Regions from separate parts of the Sus scrofa genome. Here regions 2, 3 and 4 are each linked to region 1. A link is a contact called in public HiChIP or PLAC-seq and promoter capture Hi-C data. All regions are on one chromosome and are shown on one strand. Each heading gives the region's core, a stretch centred on a gene start, on an enhancer-like site or on the middle of the called end of the contact. The rest is flanking DNA. Distances are from core to core; before and after follow the strand shown. Region 1 holds the start of U2AF1 (splicing factor U2AF 35 kDa subunit). Region 2 holds the start of HSF2BP (heat shock factor 2-binding protein). Region 3 holds the start of PDXK (pyridoxal kinase). Region 4 holds the start of RRP1 (ribosomal RNA processing protein 1 homolog A).

The links. Promoter capture Hi-C pulls out the DNA fragments that hold promoters and counts their contacts. HiChIP or PLAC-seq counts read pairs in DNA pulled down with a chosen protein or histone mark.
Region 2: an H3K27ac HiChIP or PLAC-seq map of alveolar macrophages shows a contact between it and region 1. The contact joins the promoter of HSF2BP here to the promoter of U2AF1 in region 1. A contact is called at or near these places in 1 of 5 promoter capture datasets (liver) and 2 of 2 datasets of contacts at active chromatin or transcription factors (alveolar macrophages and skeletal muscle).
Region 3: a promoter capture Hi-C map of liver shows a contact between it and region 1, with 2.7 times the contacts expected there. The contact joins the promoter of PDXK here to the promoter of U2AF1 in region 1. A contact is called at or near these places in 1 of 5 promoter capture datasets (liver) and 1 of 2 datasets of contacts at active chromatin or transcription factors (alveolar macrophages).
Region 4: an H3K27ac HiChIP or PLAC-seq map of skeletal muscle shows a contact between it and region 1, with 4 times the contacts expected there. The contact joins the promoter of RRP1 here to the promoter of U2AF1 in region 1. A contact is called at or near these places in 1 of 47 Hi-C or Micro-C datasets (heart right ventricle) and 2 of 2 datasets of contacts at active chromatin or transcription factors (alveolar macrophages and skeletal muscle).

The regions. Positions count from the first base shown.
Region 1 is chr13:206,256,428-206,259,127 of Sscrofa11.1, reverse strand. It overlaps U2AF1 (splicing factor U2AF 35 kDa subunit), which reads left to right and starts at 1,431. Exons shown (of 8, transcript XM_021071048.1): 1 at 1,431-1,933. The coding sequence starts at 1,890.
Region 2 is chr13:206,627,858-206,630,595 of Sscrofa11.1, reverse strand. It overlaps HSF2BP (heat shock factor 2-binding protein), which reads left to right and starts at 1,445. Exons shown (of 9, transcript XM_021071073.1): 1 at 1,445-1,592; 2 at 2,576-2,738. It overlaps RRP1B (ribosomal RNA processing protein 1 homolog B), which reads right to left and starts at 1,420. Exons shown (of 15, transcript XM_021071070.1): 1 at 1,218-1,420. The coding sequence starts at 1,347.
Region 3 is chr13:206,675,652-206,678,394 of Sscrofa11.1, reverse strand. PDXK (pyridoxal kinase) reads right to left here and starts at 1,490. Exons shown (of 11, transcript NM_213943.1): 1 at 1,417-1,490. The coding sequence starts at 1,490.
Region 4 is chr13:206,721,183-206,723,882 of Sscrofa11.1, reverse strand. It overlaps RRP1 (ribosomal RNA processing protein 1 homolog A), which reads right to left and starts at 1,292. Exons shown (of 13, transcript XM_021071076.1): 1 at 1,062-1,292. The coding sequence starts at 1,194.

The DNA.
Region 1 (2,700 bases), core at 182-2,681:
GGTAGACGGACTCCCCTTGTGGTCAGAGATGGGGACTTGGGGGCAAGAAGATTCATATAAACAAACTATGCTGCTTCTTTAACTGGAACCCCAACAGGAGCTTTTTGTCCTGTCAATTCCTCACAATTTCACCATTTCTTTATCTAAAATGTATAAAAGCTGCCTGCTTTGGCCGCTTCTCAGGTCCCATTTCTATGCAACCTCCATGCAAGCATGAATTAGAAAGTTTCTTTTTCTCCTGTTTATTTATTTTTGGCCTCACCCCCCAGGCATGCGGAAGTTTCCCCACTAGGGAGTGAACCCAGGCCACAGCAAATGATAACGCGAGACCCTTAACCAGCTGTGCCACAGGGAAACTCCTGCTCATCCGTCCAGTGTCAGTTTTACTGTAGGTCCAGCCACAAGAACCCAAGACAAGCAGAGGGGAAAAGGTCCCCCTTCCCAACAGTACAAATAGGATCACAGCCGCTGCTATGACACCCACTACATAAACAGAGATTCTCAAACCACAAGGACGTCCAGGGTCCTCGGAACCACTCTGGGGCTCAACGAGCGTCTGATCACCATTTGCCCTTAGCATGAAAATCACTCTCAAATGTGTCTTATACCAAATTTTAACACCCTAGAGACCACCAAAATAGTAAACATTTCTGCTAGAAAAACAATGTTTGTGTAGTCCTCCTCTAGGAATAAACGTCCATGCTGCTTCTTCAGTTTACATGGGAACCCCTGAGATTGCAGCGCTGGCGGAGCAAATACAACAAGTGTCCATCTGCCCCCCAAACAGAAAGAAGCCCGCAGGAGGGCACTTGGTGTAGGATTGCTAGTAAAAGTGAGACTGGCAACAATCCATGTGCCCATCCACAGGGGACTGGTTGAATAAGCGATTCACCACCACACAGTGGAGCCACAAAAGCGGTCAGGACATGACCACGTAGTCCTTCGGAGCCACCTCCAGGATGTAAGGTTACATGAAAAAAGGCAAGGTGGGGGAAACGGTGGGTGGAAAGGAACTGCCCTAAACAGAACAAACTAGGGTAACCGGAGATGGATAGCTCTGGGGGAAGGGTCCGGCGCCCCCGTGGGTCTGTAACCTCGTGCTCAGCTCTGCCCGGCCCCTCTCCCCGGAGCTTCCCCGCGCCGAGGCTCTTCCGGGGCTTTTAGGGTTTACGCGCCGGGAGCTACTAGACGTCCCTAAAGCAGAGCCGCCCCTGGTTTTTGCAGTGGGTCTCGCGCAGTCGGCCTCCTGGGCGATCGGAGCCTCCGAACCCGCCAGGCTTTTCCCGGTCGGGCCCAGGCCCTAGCGGCGCATTTCCCGGGGCCCGCGGCGTTGGGCCACCCCGGCTCCGTTCCAACCCACGAGGGCGCTGGAGGAGCGGGGGATCTTCCCGGAGGAAGGGCTCGAAAGGCGGTGAGGGCGGGGTTGTCCCACAGCGAAAGTACGAGGAAGGGGAGCCTGCACCTCGCAGAGCTCCGCAGAACCCGCCCAAGCGGGGCACGCGCGCCCCGGGCCTAGCCCCGGGGACTGCGTGGAGAAGCCCCTACCCGCCGCCTCCCGACCGCCGTTTGCGTGCTCGGCTTCCCCGGGCCCTCCGGGGGCGCCGGCGGGGTCGGGGACCTCGGCCTGGGCCCAGGGCGCTGGGAGCGCGGGCCGGCGGAGCTGGAAGCGCGGGTGCGGGGCAGGGGGAGTGCCGGAAGGGGGCGCTGGCGGGCGGCACCTCCCGTGCCCGCCAAGTCCCGCCCACGCGCAGGCAGCGCCTCTTCGGATTGGGCAGCGACCCCCGCGCCGTCGGGGCGGAGCGAGCGTCGTCGCGTCCGGGTGACGTCTCCCGCGGGCGTCGGGCGGGGTCGTCGGCGGCGGTGGCGGCGGCGGCGGCGGCGGGTGGGAAATGGCGGAGTACTTGGCCTCCATCTTCGGCACCGAGAAAGACAAGTGAGTGGGAACCGGCCGCCGGGTTTCGGGCCGCGGGGGCGGGCGGCGCGCGAGCGGGCTCGGCCTCGGGGCCTGGGAGGCGGCGGGAGGCCCGGCGGGCCGGCGGGGGAGGGGAGCGGCGGCCCTTCCGGCCTCGGGAGCCGCGCCGCCGCCTCGTGCGCCCGAGCGGGCGGGCGACGGGCCCGGGCGGGCGGCGGGCTTCCGCTCGGGCGGCGCGGCTGCTCCCGCCCGGGGCGCCTCGGCGGCCCACCTACCGGCGACGGGGCCCCCGCGCCCCCGGGTCTCCGGAGCCGTCCGAGTTGCGCTGAAGTTGTCAGCGTTGCCAATCCCCGCAACTTTCAGCTTTTGAGGTCGCGTCGGGCAAGCCGTAGTACAGACCTCGCCCGAGTTAAATCGTCTGGTAACTTAGGGTCCGAACCGTTGGGGTTTTATCCACTTAATAAGGCTCCTCTGTGCTTAATCGATGATCTGGGCTGATCGTAAGGACGTTTGATGAGATTACGGTTAACTAGCCTAAGAGGCACAATCTGCTTCTAGAACACTTGAAAATGCAATTCCAACATAAGAACGAGGTAGAGAGTTTTTTCTTTTTTAAGGTTGTGTGTCTTCCCTAAGCGATGGCTAGCCTGAAGTTTTTAAAATATTTTTGACTTTGCCACGTATGAATTTCCAATGCAAAGTTTAGACTAAGGGGAATGTTTTCAGACACTTTGGAGGATAATTGTTAGTTCGCAAACCTAAAGACTAAGCTTATTTTATTCTTTGGG
Region 2 (2,738 bases), core at 196-2,695, 370 kb before region 1:
AAAGAGGAAGAGGCGTCCAGGACCATATACCCTGCGTCCAACTGGAGTCTGAGTGGAGGATGGGAACTAGTGCCCAAAATAAAAGAGCAGAAGAAGATGAGCCTCTGTGGGGCATTCTGAAGCCTGAGGACATCCAGGTGGAGGTGCCAGGTGGGAAGGGCATATCTGAGCTGCAAGCAGCAAAGGTCTGGGTTAGAAAGTTCGGTTTAGGAACACACAACATTTATGGAATAAGAGGAAATCAAGTCTGTCAGGAAGACCCTAACAGATTTGAAGTCAGGAAGTCTGGCTTCGTTCCTCTTCCTAGGACTTCCCAGGAGAGTTTATCTTCTTTTTCCCAGAAGCCTTCAAAAGAAGGCTAACTGAGCGATCAGCACAGGGGGAGACATCCATTCTTTAAAACAGACTCAATGTATTAACACTAGCAGCAAATCGGACTTTTCCTCAGTGCAATAAAAAACTTCACCGCACTGTAATCCATGCCTTCAAAGGTTTACACCGGACCGGGTAAATACGATTCCTCAATGGCACCCCGCTGCAGTTAAAACCCAAACTGAAGAGCCCGCTGTGACCTGGCCACTGCCTACTTTCCCAACTCGCGTCCTAACACCCTCCCTCTCTCTCACTTACCGCTCTTCCAGCTCCTCATTCGTGCCCCGGCTCAGATCTGGAGAACATCACCCCGAGAGGCCTCCCTGCAACAGTCTTTGGAGAGGAGCTTCCCCGTTCCTCGGTTTTCATTTCCTTTACTCCACTTACACGAGTTCCGTTTCAGTTATCTATTCCCCCCCCCCCCCGCCAGATTTCCCGGGATAAATTCCTCGGGGGTAGGGATTCGGACTTCTCCGTCCTGGTCAACTGAAGGCGTGACTCAAGGAAGAGCGCACCAGAATCAAACAGGTGAGTGCACTGATCCCACGTGCAAGCTCTGGGAGGGCAGACTGGGACGGTTCTCGGCTTTCCGGCTCACCGGGACCCTCAGCGGACCACCTAACCCCCTCCGCCGCCGCCGCTCAACCGGAGAACCGGTGGAGACCCCGCAGGAAGTGGACACAGAGAAGCACACGGCTGTGCCGCACGCTCTCCCCGCTCCGCCCGCGGCTCCCCGGGCCCGCCCCCCACTCCCGCCAGGACCCCCCCCCCACCGCGGCTCCCTCCCCTCACCCCCGCTCCCCCACCCCGGCCGCCATGTGCGCGGCGGACCGCAGGGAGCCCACCTGTCTCCCTCTGTGTCTTCACGCTGATGTACTGGCGCAGCTTCTTCACCGCCCGGTCTCGGATGCCCTTCTCGTGGGACGCCAGCCGTTGAGCGAACTGGATCTCGGCCGGCTGCATGGCGGGGGCCATCGCGCCCGTTGGAGCATCCCCGGCCGCAGCCCGCCGCCGCCGAGCGCCCGCCGCCGTGCCGCGACTGCGCAGAAGGCGCCGGCGCGCGGGCTGATGACGTCACAAAGGCGCCGCTCGCCGCTCGCAGAGCGTTCCGCGAGCTGCGGGCCGGGCCCCGGCGGAGCGACGCTCCTCCGGTGCGCGTCGCGCCTCTCCGCCGCCGCCGCTGCCTCTCGGTCGCCAAGGCTCGGGCCGTTGAGGGCGAGGTTAGCCAGCGCTGGGTGTAGGCCGGGAAGAGACGGAGGGCCAGTTTTGCGTGGTCTGGAATCTTGCCCACTTCACAAAATCTCCATCCAACCGACCCGCAGCTGTTCCCGGGAGATACACGGCACCGGGTTTTTACGTTGGCCTCCTCGGGCCGCGGTGGGAACGGGGTTCTGGCGGGAGGTTGCGGGCAGCCCGCTGGAGGGGCGCCCGGAGCCGGGGCGAGGACTGGGTGCGTGTGCTGGTGCGTGCACCCGCGGGCCTGGAGAGCGCGTACTCCGGGCACTCGGACAGTGTCGGCTTGTGTCCGGCTTTGGACAGAAGTCCTAGTTGTGCGATAATCGGTACCTTTTTTTTTCTTTGGTGTTTTTGTATTTTTCCAGGGTCGCACCCACGGCATATGGAGGTTCGCCGGCTAGGGGTTTAATGGGAGCTATGGCCGCCGGCCTACACCACAGTCATGGCAACTCGGGGTCGAGCTGCGTCTTGGACCCACACCACAGCTCACGGCCACGCCAGATCCTTAACCCACTGGGCGAGGCCAGGGATCGAACCTGCAACCTCATGGTTCCTAGTCAGATTCGTTAACCACCGAGCCACCACGGGAACTCCCGTAACCGGTACCTTTGAACCCAGAGCTTGCACCATATGTTACGAACTCAGTGGGCATATGGGGGCTAGTGAATGGACCAAACGATGTCTCCCAGTCCATGGGGTCGTCTCAGTTCCTTAACCTGCTGGCCGGACTGAGGCTCCCTTATCTGGGGCAGACACCGCCGCCGCCGCCGGCGGAGCCTGTTGTCAGAAAGCTTCGACCTTCGCGAATGGAGTTTGGAGCTGAGCGCGCGAGAGGGGCCGCCGGCGGCTGCTTCGCGTGAACGCATGGCCCCTTAGTCTAAATAACACCCCTCGCCAAACATCAAGGACCCGAATCGAGTGATTTCACTGGACACTGACACGTGGGTCTCCCTGTTCTTCTTTGCAGTTAACAAGTTACGACCTCGGCCAAAGCCGGACGAGCCCACGCGGGATCTCGCCTCCACACCCCCGGCCCGTGGGGACCGCGATGCAGCGAAAGCTCTACGAGGTCTGAGCCTCGCGGCTCCCCGTACCTGACCCCGGCGTGGACGCGTTCCCGCGCTCGCCGG
Region 3 (2,743 bases), core at 241-2,740, 420 kb before region 1:
CTCAGGGTTCTGCCTGGTCCCCCACCCCCCACCCCAGCTGCCCCTGCTTCAGAGAGCACCTTCCCCTCTGCAGGGGCCCACCCCAGGGGCCCTGCCCAAGCAATCCATGACCGGGCTTCAGGTCAGGTGGGCACCCTGGCTGTCCCCTCTGGCTTGCCCTCCACCACCTGGAACAGGAGGACCAAGGACCAGGTAGCTGAAGCACCACACACAGGTGTGCTCACAGATCAGGGCCAGCCAGGCAGGTCACTTTGGCCTTGAACCCTTGTACTTTTCACCTTCAAGTCTTTGCCCCACTCTTTCCTCCTCTGGGGACAAGAGGCCAGCCTGAGGTGGGCCCTCGAGCTCCACCGAGGCAGCTCCACCCCTCCCCACCGTCCCTCTAGCCAGCCGGCACCCCACAGGCCATTGTGAGAGTGGTCCTTTATGTCCTCGAGGGCCCAGCATGGGAACAGGGCACACACAGCAGGGGCCTGAGGTCTGCTCCCAGCTTAGGGACCCGGCCCAGGGACAATGGACGGAAGGTGAGTGGTCCAAGAGCGCAGCCACCCTGCTTGGACCGCCAGCCTCCTGCTGAGCCCGCCAGTAAGCACGGGCCTGTGCCCCAATGCCGACACCCGAGCATGACTCTCCCCTGCACTCAGGCCTCCACCTCTCCTCCCAGGGCTGCCCAACAGTAACCCTGAGGCTGCAACAGGAAGCAGCGGCTGCTGGCTGATGAGCCACAGGGAGACCCGAGCCTCAAGGAGGCCGGGCAGGAGGCGGGAGGAAGCCCAGTGCAGCCAGAGAGCAGCTGCTAAAGCCAGAGCCTGCAGGGGCGTGAAGTGGCCTCTGGGCCTGCCTGCTTCAGCGCCAACACCACACCTGCAGGCGGGCCTTCTCCGCCCCATCGTCCTCCAGGGGACCACCTCCCAGGAATGATGAGCCGCAGGCCGGCCCCCTCCCTGACCTCCCGGGCCTCACTGCGAGATTACTCCTCCCCTTCCCTGTTGGCGTCCTGACCCGCAGGGGACAGGGATGGAGGGGGCGCTCACCAGGTGAGCAAAGCAAACACCTGCCTACCCAGGCCCTCTTTCTCGGGATCTCGGGTCGCGGCGCCGCTCTTTCTTAGCCCCGGGGTCGCGCCGGCGGGAAGGGGCGGGGGCTGGCAGGTGCGCACAGCTCAGGCACCCGGGCTTCATCCTAACCCGGTGCTCCCATCTCTGCCCCATCCCATCCATCCGCAGGGGCTCAAGGGCCACCCCGCCCCCGCCAAGCGCCTGCCTCCCGCGCCCGCCTCGGCCAGCCCGCGCTCCCGAAGGGGGGCCTCGGGGCCGCCCGGGTGGCCTGGCCAAGGTCACGCAATCGGGCTGCGGCCACCCCTCCGCGGGCCCGCACGGCCGGGCGCGGGGACACCGCTGCGTTACGTAAGCGTACCTGCAGCGGGAACGTTGCCGCTCGGTTGCCCACGTAGCCGCGGACGACGTGGCTCTGGATGGAGAGCACCCGGCACTCCTGCTCCATGCCTGGCCTGCCGGGGCGGCGCGGGGCCGGGCGGGGTCAGCGTCTCCGCCGCGCGCTGGGGCTCCGATCCGCTCCGCTCGGCTCCCGCCGCGCTCGGGCTGCGCTCTGCCGCGTCCCCGCTCGGCGCAGGCGCTCGGCTCGGACGACAGGCCGCCTCCTTCTGACCTCAGCGCGGCTGGGAACCCGCGGGGCCCGCGCTGCGCGGGGCGGGCCGGGGGGCGGGTTGGGGAGGGGCATCCGCGAGGCCCCGCCCCCGGGCCCTCCCTGGGGACCGGCAACTGCAGACCGCACCCCTGGCCCCCGGCGACCCGCCCGCGTCACTCGGCGCTCCGGGCACGTGGGCGGCCACCGTCCAAAACGCCGGCTTTGCACTTTCGATTTTACCGAGGAAGGCGCTGCGGTGTCCCGAGCCTTCATTATCCGCTCCCTGAGTCGTTCGTTCGCTCCCGAGGTCCCCTGTCCTGCTCCTGCGCCCGCCTCTAACCCCAGGGCTCCGCAGTCATTGGCGCCTCCCCGGCGGGTCAGACAAGGACCCTTCCCAACGTGGAAACGCAGGGACGTGGCGCCCTGGGAGTGGAACCTGGCAAGGGTGCGAGCGGAGGGCCGCGGGCCTGCAGGTTCCCTCGCCCAGGCCCCATCGGGCCAGGCGGGTCCTCGCCTGGGGCCTACAGAGCCCGGAACCCGGTGCAGTGCCCTGCCCCTCCGGCCACCGCGCGACCAGCGCTAGGCCGCAGTGTAAGCGTGCTAGTGTCCTGTGGGGCTCCTGGACACACAAGCCTTTCTGTGGCCTCCATGTCTTGTTTTGGGGACTAAACCTCAGCCTCCTGGACCTTCCCTGAGTTCCCACGGGCAGCTGCTCCTCAGGGAGGGGAGGGGATGCAGAGAGCAGGGAGGAGCCGGACAGCCCTGGGGCAGGGCGGTGGAATAGCGAGACTCTCTTTGAGCCTTTCTGCAGAACTGAAACCCCCGGTAAGGGAAGAACTGCTCCCGAAGCATCTTCCTTCCGGGAAGAAGGAGGACCCAGCACCAGACCTGGGGCCACTAAACACCAGCTCTGAAAGACAATGCAAGCTGGCCTCCACCCTGATGCTTATCTGCGGCCCTATTTTCCACTCCCCAAACCATAGAAAACCATAAAGACTGTGCCCTCCTAATCCCTTCCAAGGCGGGCACAGTCTTTAAGGCATTTGCCCGCTGCAGCCGCCTTGCCTGGCACAGCAATAAAGCTGCCTTTTTCTCC
Region 4 (2,700 bases), core at 43-2,542, 460 kb before region 1:
ATGGTAGCTACACAGGCAAACGTGTTGGCAACAATTCGCCCAGTGTCACACCAGAGATCTATGATTTTTCTTTGTTTGTCTATTGTCTTTTTACGGCCGCACCCATGGCATATGGACGTTCTCAAGCTAAGGGTCAAATCCAAGCTGCAGCTGCCGGCCGACACCACAGCCACAGCAATGAGAGATTAGAGCTACATCTGTGACCTACACCTCAGTTCATGGCAATGCCGGATCCTTAACCCACTGAGCCAGGCCAGGGATCAAACCTGCATCTTATGGATACCAGCTGGGTTCTTAACCTGTTGAGCCACAAAGGGAACTCCCGCTTTTCAAATCTTCAATTACAAGTTAGCTACTTCAGACTAGTTATGAAAGCGGATGTATAAAGTCACTCACTGGGAACACACTGGGGTCCTGACTACGGTGTCTGGCAATGTTCCTGGGCAATGGTTCTCAGACTTTAGCAAAAGGATCCCATCACCCAGAGGGTTTCTTAAAACACACTCTTGGCCCACCTGCCAAGAATCTGCATTTCTAACAAATGACCAGCTGCAGCTGGAGTCACATTTTGAGAACCACTGTTATATAGAACGCTTAAGAAGCACGTTCTCTGAGCAGCGCAAACCACAGTGAAACTCGGACACGAGAGAAAACCTCCAACACTGAAAAATGCCGCTCTGAGGGGAAAATAAACGGTGCCCAAACAGTGGGTACCAGGGATAGCGGGATATATGGACTGAGGGCTGGGAAGGGGGACTGGTTCCCAGAGAAGGCAGGTCTGAGCTGGGAAAAGGAGCTAAGGGGCTGGGGAGCGGGAGTCCACGCTGAGGGACACGCGGTCACCGCAACACAAAGTGAGCGCCGAGAACCTTCAAAGCAGCGAGGGTGGGCGGCAAGCGGGTGGAAGCACCCACGCAGGCCCCGCGCGCACGGCCCGACCACGTGGAAGACCCACGCCGTTGGAAGGGGCCGGGGCCGCGGACGCCCCGCGTCCCCCTGCCCGCCAGGCCCCTCAGGCCCCCCCGGCCCCCTCCGCCCCCAACTCGCCGAACCGCGCCCACCTTCGGCCCGCTGCGTCCTGGCGACGATGTATTTCCGGAGCTTCCTCACCGCCCGGTCCCGGGTCACCTGTTCGTTCCCCGCCAGGCGCTGCGCCAGCTGGATCTCGGGCGGAAGCTGCACCCGCGGACCCATAGCGACCGCGTGGAGACCCCTCAACCTCCGCTACCGCACCGCTTCGCCTGGGCGCGCGGCGTGATGTCACAGCCTGCGCGGGCCTAGCTCCGGCGCGGAGTCTGACGTCACCGGGCCGCGCCGGCCTCGCCGGGGCCTACGCCACCACCTCCTAGTGGCCGTGGCCCGCAACGACAATGCCGCGTCAGTGTTGGCGGACTTTCACTCTGGACCCTGGGTATTAAAGGGATGTCCTTAAGCGTTTGCCCGCCTTTTATTATTATTATTATTATTATATTATTTTGCTGAGGGTGGGTGGCTGTAGTTCACCCCCAGCTGCTGACGGAAGGCCCTGCCTTAGCAGTGAATGTCAGGGAGCAGAGACAGAGGAGCGGTGGAGGTGGAGGTGGCGGAAGACCCTGCGCAGCCTCCAGTGAATCGTTGGTTCCGAGAAGGTCCTGAGAAAATGCCCCAACAGGGAAACGAATCCGACTGGGAACCGTGAGACTGAGGGTTCGATCCCTGGCCTCGCTCCGTGGGTTAAGGATCCAGTTGTTGCTGTGGCTGTGATGTAGCCCAGCAGCTGCAGCTCTGATTCAACACCCTAGCCTAGAACTTCCATGTGCTCGGGGTGCGACTCTAAAAACCAAAGAAAGAAAAAGAAAGTGCCACAACAGCCCAGGGAAGTGGTCAGGGACCGGGTTTGTGGGACGGTCCCGCCACCTGCAGTGGTGTGCCACCGCTGGCGGGCACCCCAACCCTGCAGCAGCACAGGTGGGGTGGGCTGCTCTGACCTCGTCCAGCCTGTTGGAGTGCACCCCAGCTTCAGGACATGGAGGAAGGCCCGTCGAGGAGGCAATCTGGATCCCAGCCCTGAGAGTCCGACTTTCTTCACAGTTACGCCATGAAGGCAGGCATGGGTGAAGCATGTGTAAAGGGGGGGGTGCAATATGCAAATCTCGATTGGGTCCTGGTTTATTTATTTTTGCTTTCTAGGGCCGCACCCGTGGCATATGGAAGGTCCCAGGCCATAGCCACAGCCACAGCAACGCTAGATCTGAGCCGCGTCTGTGACCTACACCACAGTTCAGGGCAATGCTGGATCCTTCACCCACCCAGCAAGGCCAGAGATGGAACCTGCATCCCCAAGGATCCTAGTCAGGTCCGTTACTGCTGAGCCATGATGACCCTGGATCCTGGTTTTTTAAAAAGCTAAAAATTCACTTGGGGAGTTCTGGCTGAGGCCCAACAGGATCAGGTGCACCTCTGGAGGGCTGGGGTACAGGTTCCATCTCTGGGGGCCACAGTGGGCTAAGGATCTGGCAGTCTCAGCTTGGATCCCTGGCCCAGGAACTCTATATGCTGCTGAGTGGGAAAAATATATATATTTTGGGGTCCTTTGGGAATGACTGGGAGAGCTTGCTCATAGGCTAGACGTTAGTCTACACTGCAGAAGAGCTGTTGTCTTAGGGGTGACGGTAGTGTTTGGGAGAATGGGCCTCAGCCGACTCTTTCTGTAAAGGGCCA